Linked DNA regions of Mus musculus: region 1 is linked to region 2. Evidence: chromatin contacts called from public HiChIP or PLAC-seq data. All regions are on one chromosome and are shown on one strand. The core of a region is the stretch at or near the end of the contact, and the rest is flanking DNA. Distances in the headings are between cores, read along the strand shown.

Evidence for each region. HiChIP or PLAC-seq counts read pairs in DNA pulled down with a chosen protein or histone mark.
Region 1: a contact with region 2 is called in an H3K27ac HiChIP or PLAC-seq map of embryonic stem cells, with 10 read pairs. The contact joins the promoter of Rhot1 here to the enhancer-like site in region 2. A contact is called at or near these places in 2 of 15 datasets of contacts at CTCF or cohesin (CD8 T cells and the NIH/3T3 cell line), 3 of 484 Hi-C or Micro-C datasets (CD8 T cells and embryonic stem cells), 7 of 115 datasets of contacts at active chromatin or transcription factors (double positive thymocytes, embryonic stem cells and microglia) and 3 of 9 other capture datasets (adipose tissue, liver and pancreatic islet).

The regions. Positions count from the first base shown.
Region 1 is chr11:80,205,294-80,210,764 of GRCm38.p6, forward strand. Rhot1 (ras homolog family member T1) reads left to right here and starts at 3,758. Exons shown (of 19, transcript NM_021536.8): 1 at 3,758-4,030. The coding sequence starts at 3,955.
Region 2 is chr11:80,166,762-80,171,903 of GRCm38.p6, forward strand. Adap2 (ArfGAP with dual PH domains 2) reads left to right here. Exons shown (of 11, transcript NM_172133.1): 7 at 3,917-4,000. Among named protein-coding and RNA genes, the nearest start is that of Rnf135, 15 kb to the right of the region's middle. Within about 2 kb of position 1,995, at least 57 of the 459 cell types and tissues checked have an H3K27ac peak or open chromatin away from gene starts, as enhancers often do. A contact at or near this core is called in adipose tissue, embryonic stem cells and microglia, where this site is marked.

The DNA of each region.
Region 1 (5,471 bases), core at 2,508-5,007, 40 kb after region 2:
CCATAAATATCGCCAGGTGAAATTGCTTGCTAATGAGCTGGACAGATGGCTCAGCGGTTAAAAGCACTGGCTGCTCTTCCAGAGGTCCTGAGTTCAAGTCCCAGCAACCACGTGGTGGCTCAAAACTATCTGTAATGGAATCTAATGTCCTCTTCTGGCATGCAGGAATACATGCAGATAGAGCACTCATATATAAAATAAGTAATAAATCTTTTTTTTCCATTTTTATTAGGTAAAGTAATAAATCTTAAAAAAAAAAAAAACAGCAATTGCTTGCTGTTGCTTCCTTCCTGGGGGTCTGGATTTTTGTTGTTTTATTTGAGACAATATGGACGCCAGGCTGACCTTAAACTCACAAGCCTCCAGCTTCAGCCTCTTGAGTGCTGTGATTACACACATTCAGCTTGGATTGTTATTTTACTTTATTTTACTTTATTTTATTTTATTTTATTTTATTTTATGTGTGTGGGTTCTTTTGGCTGTGTACTATGTGCATGTTCAGTGCCTTCAGAGGCCAGAAGGCACTACATCACCTGAAACTGGAGCTACAGACCACTGTGAGCAACCATGTGGATGCTGGGAGTCAAACTTGGGTCTTTGCAAGAACAGCCAGTGCTTTTAGCTGCTGATCCATCTCTCTGGCCCGTCTGCTTGGATTTTAAAGTAAGTGTTATTTACAAAGTGCTTCTTCATAGTAACATCTCTGATGTCTTCCCAGATCTTTTTCTCCTTAGATCCCTGCCTAGCAGACTTTTTCCCTTGATAAAAATGTCAAAGCTTTTAGATAGCACACATCTACAATACCATGAAGGCTTCCCTCTCCTGTGGGAGCCCTGCAAAATTTGAATTAATGCTGCTCTCAAATGCAGCGGTGCATCGAGCTCCTTGGGTCATGACCCACTACAGAGTGTGGCTTGAGGTGGCAGTTGCCCAAATGCTTGCTCTTTTTCAAAAGGCCTTTGTGATTAATGATCTGGTCTTTGTGTAACTTTTTTTTTTTTTAAAGAAAAGTTTTGGGCCTTGGAAAATGGCTTAGTGGGTAAAGAAGTAAAGACTTGAGTTCAGATTCTCAGCACCTACATAAAAAGTGCCACGTGTGTGTGCTGACGGTGGAGGGTGCAGGGGTGTAGAGACAGGCAAATCCTGAGTGGCTTGCTGGCCAGGCGGTTTAGCCGTATCAGTGAGTTCTAGCTTTAGTGAGAGACCCTCTCTCAAGCAAAACCAAGGTGGACAGTGATGGAGGAAGGCTTCTGACTTCCAATAGCATGAGAAGGGGTATGTGTTTGCATTAAACACACACACACACATGCACCACACACTAAATAAACACATCTTTTTTTTTTGGTTTTTGTTTTTCAAGAGATGGATTCTCTGTGTAGCCCTGGCTGTCCTAGAACTTGCTCTATAGATCATGCTGGTCTTAACCTCACAGAGATCTGCCAGCCCCTGTCTGTTGAGTGCTGAGATTAATGGCATGGGAGATATCCCCAGCTAAAATTCTGTATGATACATTATTCAGATACAAAGCACAATCTCTGACTTACTGTGATTTGACTATTTATTTATTATTGCTGACCTGTTTTGAGTCAAGGTCTCTTTATGTAGTCTTGGCTGGGATGGAACTATTTTTTTTTCTTTTTTAAAAACATTTTTATTTATTTTATGTATGAGTGCTCTACCTGTATATACACTTGCATGCCAGAAGAAGGCATCAGACCCTGGTATAGATGGTTGTGAAACACCATGTGGTTGCTGGGAGTTGAACTCAGGACCTTTGGAAGAGCAGGCAGTGCTCTTAACCATTGAACCATCTCTCCCAGACCCTGGAGTAGAACTCTTTTAAGAAATCAGCCTGTCTCTGCCTCCTGAGTACTGGGATTAAAGGCACCTGTCACCACTTCCAGCTATATTAAAAAAGAAATCTATAGTAGTGTCAATTGTTTCTCTATCTTTTGGCTAAAATGTATCATAGTGCCAAAGTGATAACATGGTTAATAGAATTGTATTTCACAATTTTTGATGCCTTTCTGGGCTAGTAATAGGCAGGACAGCAGCAGCAAGTGTCTCTCAGCTGTGTGATCAGGAAGATAAACTACTGTGTTATTTAAATGTGGTGCTTGGAAGGTTACTAGATTACTAGATTTCTGTTTATAGTGGGTTTATCTGGTGGTGATTCCATCAGAAAATAGTGGAACATTTAAATATTACTTCATGAGGTTGCTCCAAATATTTATGCAAGGAAGGGTCTGACATCTTCATTTGGTAGAGAAGAAACAGGCAGAGGGGCCATGAGTCCTCTAGAGTCCTGTAATCTTCTTTGCAGCTACCGTCCTAGGGACATCTCCCTGTGAACAAGAGGTGTGCCTTCACCCCCTGTTGTATCACGGAGTGGGGTTTTGTTGCTTGTTTGAGACAGGGTTTCATTGGGTAACTCAGGTTGGCTCTCAACTAGTGGTCCTGCTTCAACCTCTTGAATACTGGGATGGTTTATATCACCACACCAGCTTTCCCAGGCACTTTTTAAGAAAGGGTTTCCTTCTATTTCTGTCTGTCTGTTTTTTTGTTTGTTTGTTTGTTTTTTGAGACAGGATTTCTCTGTATAGCCCTGGCTGTCCTGGAACTCACTTTGTAGACCAGGCTGGCCTCGAACTCAGAAATCTCCTGCCTTTGCCTCCCAAGTGCTGGAATTAAAGACGTGTGCCACCACCGCCTGGTGGGCATGAAATATCTATGTGTGGATAAGAATAGCTTTGATGGCTTAATCTTCTTGCCACCACCACTTTCAGGTTTGAAATACCATGGCTCCTTAGGTCTCACCCTAAAGCCCAGGCTGGCCTCAGATTCATGGCAATCCTTCTACTTCATCTTCCCAGATGCTGGGATTACAGGCATGAGCTATCACGCCCTACTTTTTTTTTTTTTTTTTTTTTTTGGTTTTTCGAGACAGGGTTCCTCTGTGTAGCCCTGGCTGTCCTGGAACTCACTTTGTAGACCAGTCTGGCCTCGAACTCAGAAATCTGCCTGCCTCTGCCTCCCCGGTGCAGGGATCAAAGGCGTGCGCCACCATGAAAAAAAAGCCCGGTTGTCGGCCTTTTTTTTTTTTTAAGCAATTTCTTGGGCTGTGATATAGTCTCGGGTAAAAGTGCTTTCTGTTCAGGCCTGATGACCTGAGTTTGACCCCTGGATCCAAAGTGCCTCTAAGAGCTGGCTTGTGCCATAATGTCAGCCAAGTACCAATTCTTGAGGACTGTCCTCTGACCGCCACATACTCACCATGGAAGATACTCAAACGCACGTGTCATACACAAATATACAGAATAATACATTTTGAGGGGGGGAAAACAGGTGATGGGCTCTGGGGAGTGTTCACACCCTGGGAGCCAGTAACCTTGTTCAATAAAGCATTTTTGAAAGGTAAGTCCAACAGTGTGAACACAGCTGAAAACCAGGTAGGCAGGTCTCTTGCCCTCCTGGACATTATCGTTTAGTGAAGAAATCTCCGATTCACGACCAAGCTCCTGCTGCGTGACCCTGGACTCTTCTGTTCTTGTTCTGTAAAACAAGTGGGCTCTGACTGTTCTGACCAAGGAATCTGTCACTTACATCCTCTGGCAGTGTTCAGACTGTGGCAGGCAAACCTCCGGGGTTTTGCGCTACCGTCTGCCTTCCTGCAGGGGCGCTGTTCAAGATACGAGAGCGTTGAGGTTCCGAAAGCTCTTGTCCCTCGCCGCCCGCCGTCGTCCTCGCCGCCGCCGCCGCCCGCGTCCGCGGAGCCGGAGGAGGCGGAGCTGGCTTGCCCCGGCTCCCAAGCGGAGCGGTAGAGGAGGAGTCGGTGCGGCAGGTCCTGGCGGCCGAGATTCGGGCGCAGAGGCCGCTAAGGCTGGCAGGGAGCGGCGGTATCGCGGGGAGAGCGGCGCCACGGGCTGGACGCTCCCGGCGTGAGGCGTGCGCTCCATGCGTGCGGGCCGAGTGCGGCCCCTGCGAGCCTCCGACATGAAGAAAGACGTGAGGATCCTGCTGGTGGGAGAACGTGAGTCCGCGCCCTGCCCGGCCTCGCAGCCCGGGTGCCCTCTCCAAGCCTGCCAGCCCCTTTGCTCTTCCCTACCGTGGCCCTCTGCTCCTCGCAGGCCTTGTCCCCCTTCAGTCCCTAACGCCCGGTCCTCTCGCTGCGAAAGCTGTCGCCGTCGCCACCACCTCCTCGAGTTCTTTCCTCTTGGGCCTCAGCGTTTGTCGGGCCACCTCCCGTCCGACCCTCTGGTCGCCTGTCAGTCACTCATTGCCAGGCAGATGTTGGAACAGGCAGACTGAGCACTTGGGACTGCGGGAACCGGCTGGCGGGGGACACTAGGGGGAGGAGGAGTGCAGAAGTAGTCGACTTGGGAGCAAGGTCAGGTCTCTGGAATTTTTTTTTTTTTTTTTTTTCACTTGCTGCCTTCACTGCTACTGTGCATGGGCATTAAGAGAGAGCGTTGGCTTGCTTGAGTAAGTAGCTCAGTAGTAGAATTCTAGCATGCATAAAAACCTGGATTCAGTCTCCAGCACCAAGAAGAAAAAAAAGAGCTTAAGATAGCGGGATTTTTTAAAAATTAGATTTTTTTTTTTTTTTTTTTGCCGTACTTGTGTCGAACAAACTCCTTCAAGTTAATAATATGAGTATTGAGTGAACGATACTTAACTAGGGAGGGATCTTTAGATGGGGCGATTGTTACCCTAAAAGTCTTAATTTTCGCTCCTTGTTAGACATTCCATAGTTCTGTAGTAGTTCTTTTAATAAGAGCAGGCATATAGGGCTTCCGAACAGGCACATGTTCCCATGCTCTTTAAAGATAGATCTCACTTTTTTCCTGGTAAAGAAGACAAAACAACAAAAACAACGCTTTTGCTGGCTGATAGGAATGCAGTATAGAGCAGGGATTTCTGATCTTACTGCGAGGTACATGACTTAATCATGGCAACTAAGTTAAAAAGAGGGGTTCATTAGTTCATGTTTTGCCATTGCTGATTTGAAGCATTCTATTATAAACCACTCAATTATATCTTTAAGTAGCCTCTCTAGGTCGCTGTGATACATTCCTAAGGAGGAAAGTGTACATATTAAGAAAAAAAAAACAATTTTGGGGGGGTGGGGTAGGGTGTGCTCTTAGGGCCCAGACAGAGCAAGTCAGATCCCTCGGAGCTAGAGTTACAGGTGGTTTGAGCCACCAGACTTGGGTTTTCTGCTTTTAACCACTGCAGCCCCAAGTCTGCTGGCCTCAGAAAGGGGCGGGAGGGGAGGAAACGACTGTGGACTGTTGATCCGTGTAGCTGTAGCAGCTTTTGGGAGAACTCTAGTCAAAATTGGGAACTAAGCTCCCGTGAAGCATAGTTTGCTTTTTTATTTTCAGTTATGGGTTTTTGGCCTTATTTATAATGGTATCTTACTCTTTCTTTTGCATCAAGTTCTCTAACAGTAAAGGAAGACATTATTTAAG
Region 2 (5,142 bases), core at 745-3,244:
TGGAATGGGAGTTATAGATTAGTGTGGGTCCTGGGAGTTAAAGCTGGGTCCTCTGGAAGAACAGCCAGTGCTCTTAACTGCTGAGCCATCTATCTGTCCAGTCCCAAAATAAATAAGCAAAACTAGTCTCAGTCCACCCGAGACCTGCTCAATTAGAAACTTTCACAGAGTCTTGAGTGATGAGGACACACAAAAATGTTTAGGAAACATTATAACTTTGTAGTCCCATCACTTGGCAGACTGAGGCAGGAGGATCATGGTTTTGCAGCCGAATTAGGATTCATAGCAAGACGGGGAGATCAGCCTGTAGGAGGAGAACAGTCAAGCAAAGGATAAATGTGAGAGTGAACTGGCTCAGCAGAGTCGGTGACAGGACAGGCAGAGATGCTAAGTACACACGGAGAAGCATTGGCTGACACTGTGGGGTCATTTAACTTTGCCAGACGTGCTCTTGGTGACTGTTAGCCTTCATGTCTGAATGTTTGACAACCCTGAAAATACTTTCTCCCCACATTCAAGGGACAGGGACAGATCAGGTCCCTTACTCAGGTCACACAGTAGAGAGTTCCTCAGTCCAGCATCCATTTAACAACTTTTTTTTTTTTTTTTTTTTGTGGGAGGGATCAAAACAGGGTTTCTCTGTATAGCCCTGGCTGTCCTGGAACTCAATTTGTAGACCAGGCTGGCCTCGAACTCAGAGATCCGGCTGCCTCTGCCTCTGCTACTGGAGTGCTGGGGTCAGTGTGCCACTACCACCCGGCCAAGACACTTTTTTAAAATTAGATCTCTTCCTTTTATTTTATGTGTAAGTATGATTCTGCTGGTGAGAGAACCTTGGGCAGCAGCTATCTGGAGTTAGAGGAAGAGATTTTCCCAGGGTTCCTCAAACTGGGGAGGTGACTCTGGACTGCTCCCTAATGCCCACCTTTCTCACGGCTTTTTTTTTTTTTTAAGATTTATTTATTTATTATATGTAAGTACACTGTAGCTGTCTTCAGACACACCAGGAGAGGGCATCAGATCTTGTTACGGATGGTTGTGAGCCACCATGTGGTTGCTGGGATTTGAACTCAGGACCTTTGGAAGAGCAGTCAGTGCTCTTAACTACTGAGCCATCTCTCCAGCCCTTTCTCATGGCTTTTACCTGCTTTGTAGATTGGTTTTTGTTTGCTTGGGGACTTGGTTGGGTTTTTTGTTTGTTTGTTTTTTGGGTGTTTGTTTGTTTGTTTTGTTTTGTTTTTTGTTTTTGTTTTTTTGAGACAGGGTTTCTCTGTGTAGCCCTGGCTGTCCTGGCACTCACTTTGTAGACCAGGCTGGCCTCGAACTCAGAAATCTGCCTGCCTCTGCCTCCGGAGTGTTGGGATTAAAGGCGTGCGCCACCACGCCCAGCTGAGGATTTCGTTGTTATTGTTGTTATTTTGAAGGATTCATACCTGGTAATCTAGGCTAGCCTGGAACTTGTGTAGACTTGGCTGGCCTTGGACACACCCGAGTGCTGAATAAAGGTGTGTACCACCACACCTGGCTCCCACGGGGCCTTTAAGCACCGAGTGACCAGGAAACATCACCTTGAAAGTATTTGACAGTGGTGAGAGGTGATGGAAGCACCCTGGGCTGCAGCTTCTGTCTGCTCAGGCCTGTAAGACTGTTTTTCTTCTCCTTACGCTGCGAATATAAATATAGCCTAAGTACATGCTGGGTTCCTTTTTTTTCTGAGGTGGCTCCATTTTCTGAATGCCTAAGACCCAAGAACTTTTGATTTTCATTTTCTTTCCTTTTTAGGGAGGAGTTGTATTTTGCTATGTAGCTCAGCTGGTCTTGAACTTGGAGCAATCCTCCTGTCTCAACTTTCCTCCCACTGAGATTGTAGGCATAGGCCAACATACCCTGCCAAGAACGCCCTTAACAAACACCAGGACAGGAGACTCAGAAGTCCCACTAGGCCTGTGTGTCTGTCTGGCTATGTCTGGCTTTGGGCGTAGAAAGGAACTTGTTGCTCTCTGTTGAGTCTGCACTCACATGACTTCCTCAATCAGTGCATGACCTCTGTGCCCTGCACCACAGATCTCCCAGCAAGTCTTTCTGCCTCTCCATCCCAGATTCCTGGGAGAGAGCAGATCTGATAAGTCCAGTCCCGTCTCTTTATTGGTCCATCTGCTGTATCCAAGGCAGGGTGGGGACTGTTGGGGTATGAGGTTGAGGATCAGGTCTCAGAGAAACTGGGAGAGGAGCAACCCAGTGGGGAGGAGCAACCTAGAAGGCTTCCATTGTGTCTCACCACTGTGAAATACTTGCACAGGAATTTATTACAACATCTAAACTAATGTATGCAATGAATGGACTGTCATAGGTCAAAGGGTGGGTAGGGTAGGAAGGAGAAGCACGTGGAGTGGTGGGAATGTGGGTAGTGATTGGAGTGGGGATGAGAGAGAGAGGCAGGAGGACAACAAGGTTCAAGTGTGGCCTCCATGACAATCTCCTGTATCAAACATAAGAATAAAATGAAGAGGTGATGTGGTGTGCATGTGCAGTCGCCATACATGGGAGGAAGAAGCAGGAGAATCAAGGGTTCAAGGCTAGCCAGGCGGTGGTGTCTTCGGTGTCTTCAGCATCAGCAGTGGTGACTCATGCTTTAGTCCCAACACTTTGGAGGCAGAGGCAGGCATATCTCTTGTTAGTTCAAGGCCATCCTGGTCCACAGATAGCCAAAGTTTCACAGAGTAACCCTGTCTTGATAAAAGCAAACAAACAAACAAAAAAAAGAGTTCAAGGCTAATCTCTGCTACTTAGATGTTTGAGGAGGCTAGCCTGGACTACATGGGACTCACCACAAAAATAAATAAATAAATAAATACATACATACATACATACATACATACATACATACTAAAAAACAAACAAAAAAGTAAAAAGGACTCTGGAGATACAGAAGTTGTAGAAGGCTTCTCTAAACATTGTAAAATGAGGTGGAGGGGGAAGCTGGAGAGATGTCTCAGCAGTTAAGAGCACTTGCTGTTCTTGCACAGGACCTGGGTTCAGTTCCCTAAACTCACATGGTGGCTCACACAGCTGCTTCTGACTGCAGTTACAGGGGATCTCCAAGGCTGTCTTCTGTCCTTCGTGGGCCCACTCTGGGGCACATATATGCGTGTGGGTGTAGGCATGCACACATACACATGAGGAAAGGAAAGCATGGGTCGGGGTGGGGGAGAAGGAAGGAAGGAAGGAAGGAAGGAAGGAAGGAAGGAAGGAAGGAAGGAAGGAAGGAAGGTAGGTAGGAAGGAGACAGGATGGCTGACTGGAGAGGAGCTGAGAAACCCTTGGGGATGTGGTTCTCCGGTGAGACGATGTTGGCTCACCATTATGAAGGATGTGCTCTCAGTGTGACATCCCCTTGTGGCTGGCCTGTGCATTCCAGGTCCCTCCTGAGCATCTCTGATGGAGGAATGTCTCCACATGCAGCCCCCACCCCCACCTGAAGAACTGTGTCCCAGCACCCCACAGCATCACAGCCCCTGGGAGTCTTAATGCTAAGGAATACAGTCTTAGCCCCACTCCACACCAGTCTCCTAATAGGAATCCAGGAGTGTCTTCTAAACTTAAAGAAGTGTACTAAGCCTTTTTGTGCAGCTCACACTTGTCTTTTTCCGTGGCTGGAAGCTCTTCCTGTCTGTGACTTGTGACTAGCTCAGGGCAGTCCCCTGGGCTCTGATAATCACCCTTTCCAGATGTTCCCTGATGGGACTGTGTGAAGTGTGTATTTCCTGAACCTGTGTGTGTGTGTGTGTGTGTGTGTGTGTGTTTGTGTGTGTGTGTGTGTGTGAAGTAGTGACCCCGTTCCCTGTAGCCCTGTCAGCAAGGTTCTCCCACATCCGCCCATCTCACCACTGTGTGTGCTTTGCATTTTTCCTGGCAGGAGATAGTGGATTGGTTCAATGCTCTCCGTGCAGCCCGCCTGCAATACCTGAAATTGGCCTTTCCTGATCTCCCAGAGTCTGAGGTGAGCTAAATGTGGACTTGACTTCTGCGTGTTCCATCCCCTCCCCCTTTCTCTGCTTGTCTCTTGACCCCTAAGACACACAGGGGCTAGACAAGGTTTACTGCAGTTAAGCCTAGGAAGGCTGGAGTAAAACAACTCTCTGTGGGGTCAAGGGCCTCAGCCTTTGAACATCTTTCTGAAATTTCCCACTGAAATATGCAAATGAGCCTACCTATTGTATGCACAGTGCTTCTAGCCCATTTTATCTGGACCCTTCCTATATAGTAATTACTTAGAACTGAGAGTTGGGTTTGGTGATTGCTCCCATTGCCCTTCCACAGCTGTGTCCTGTGATGCTTGGTCCTTGGGAGATGTTGGGATCTGCCTGTGGTGGTAAAGGTAACAGTAAGCGGAGGACTTCCTATCGATTGTCCCCAGACATCTGGGTTCTACATCTACTTCCTGCAGCCTTGTCTGGGAACAGGAATGACATGGGGCAGAAGATGGTAGTTTAAGCCAGTAGGCCTAGGCCCTCACAGTTGCTCTGTTACTGACATACTGTGTGAGCCTTACAGGTACCTTTCTGAACACATTTCCATATTAGGAAGATGGTGGCTGGTCCAGGTCTCCTTCAGGGTCCCCTCTAAGCTCTGAGGTTCTGTGATTGAGGATGTGGGTTTGTTTTGTTTTGATTTGGGTTTGGTGGTGGTGTTTGTGACATAGTCTCACTGAGTAGCCCAGGCTGGCCTAGAACTCACTATGCAGATTGGGCTGGGCTGGAAATCACCTAGATCTGACAGCCTCTGCCTCCCAAGTGCTGCAATGAAAGGTGTGGGCGTGTGTGTGTGTGTGTGTGTGTGTGTGTGTGTGTACTTATATGTACACATGTGTGTCTATGTGTGTGGAGGTCAGAAGTCAGTCTCATGTGTCATCCTTCAGATGCTGTCTACCTTGACAATCTTTCTCCATTGCCCTGTGCCTTCCCATTAGGCTGGGCTGGCCGTCCAGTGAGCCCCAAGGATCCTCTGGTCTGTGTCTCCCTAGTGCTGAGATTATGGTCCTCATGACAGAAGCTCAGCTTTTTTATGTGGGTACTGTTGTTCAAAGTCAGGTCCTTACACTTGCACGGCAAGCACGCTAGCCATGGGACCATCTTAACCTGT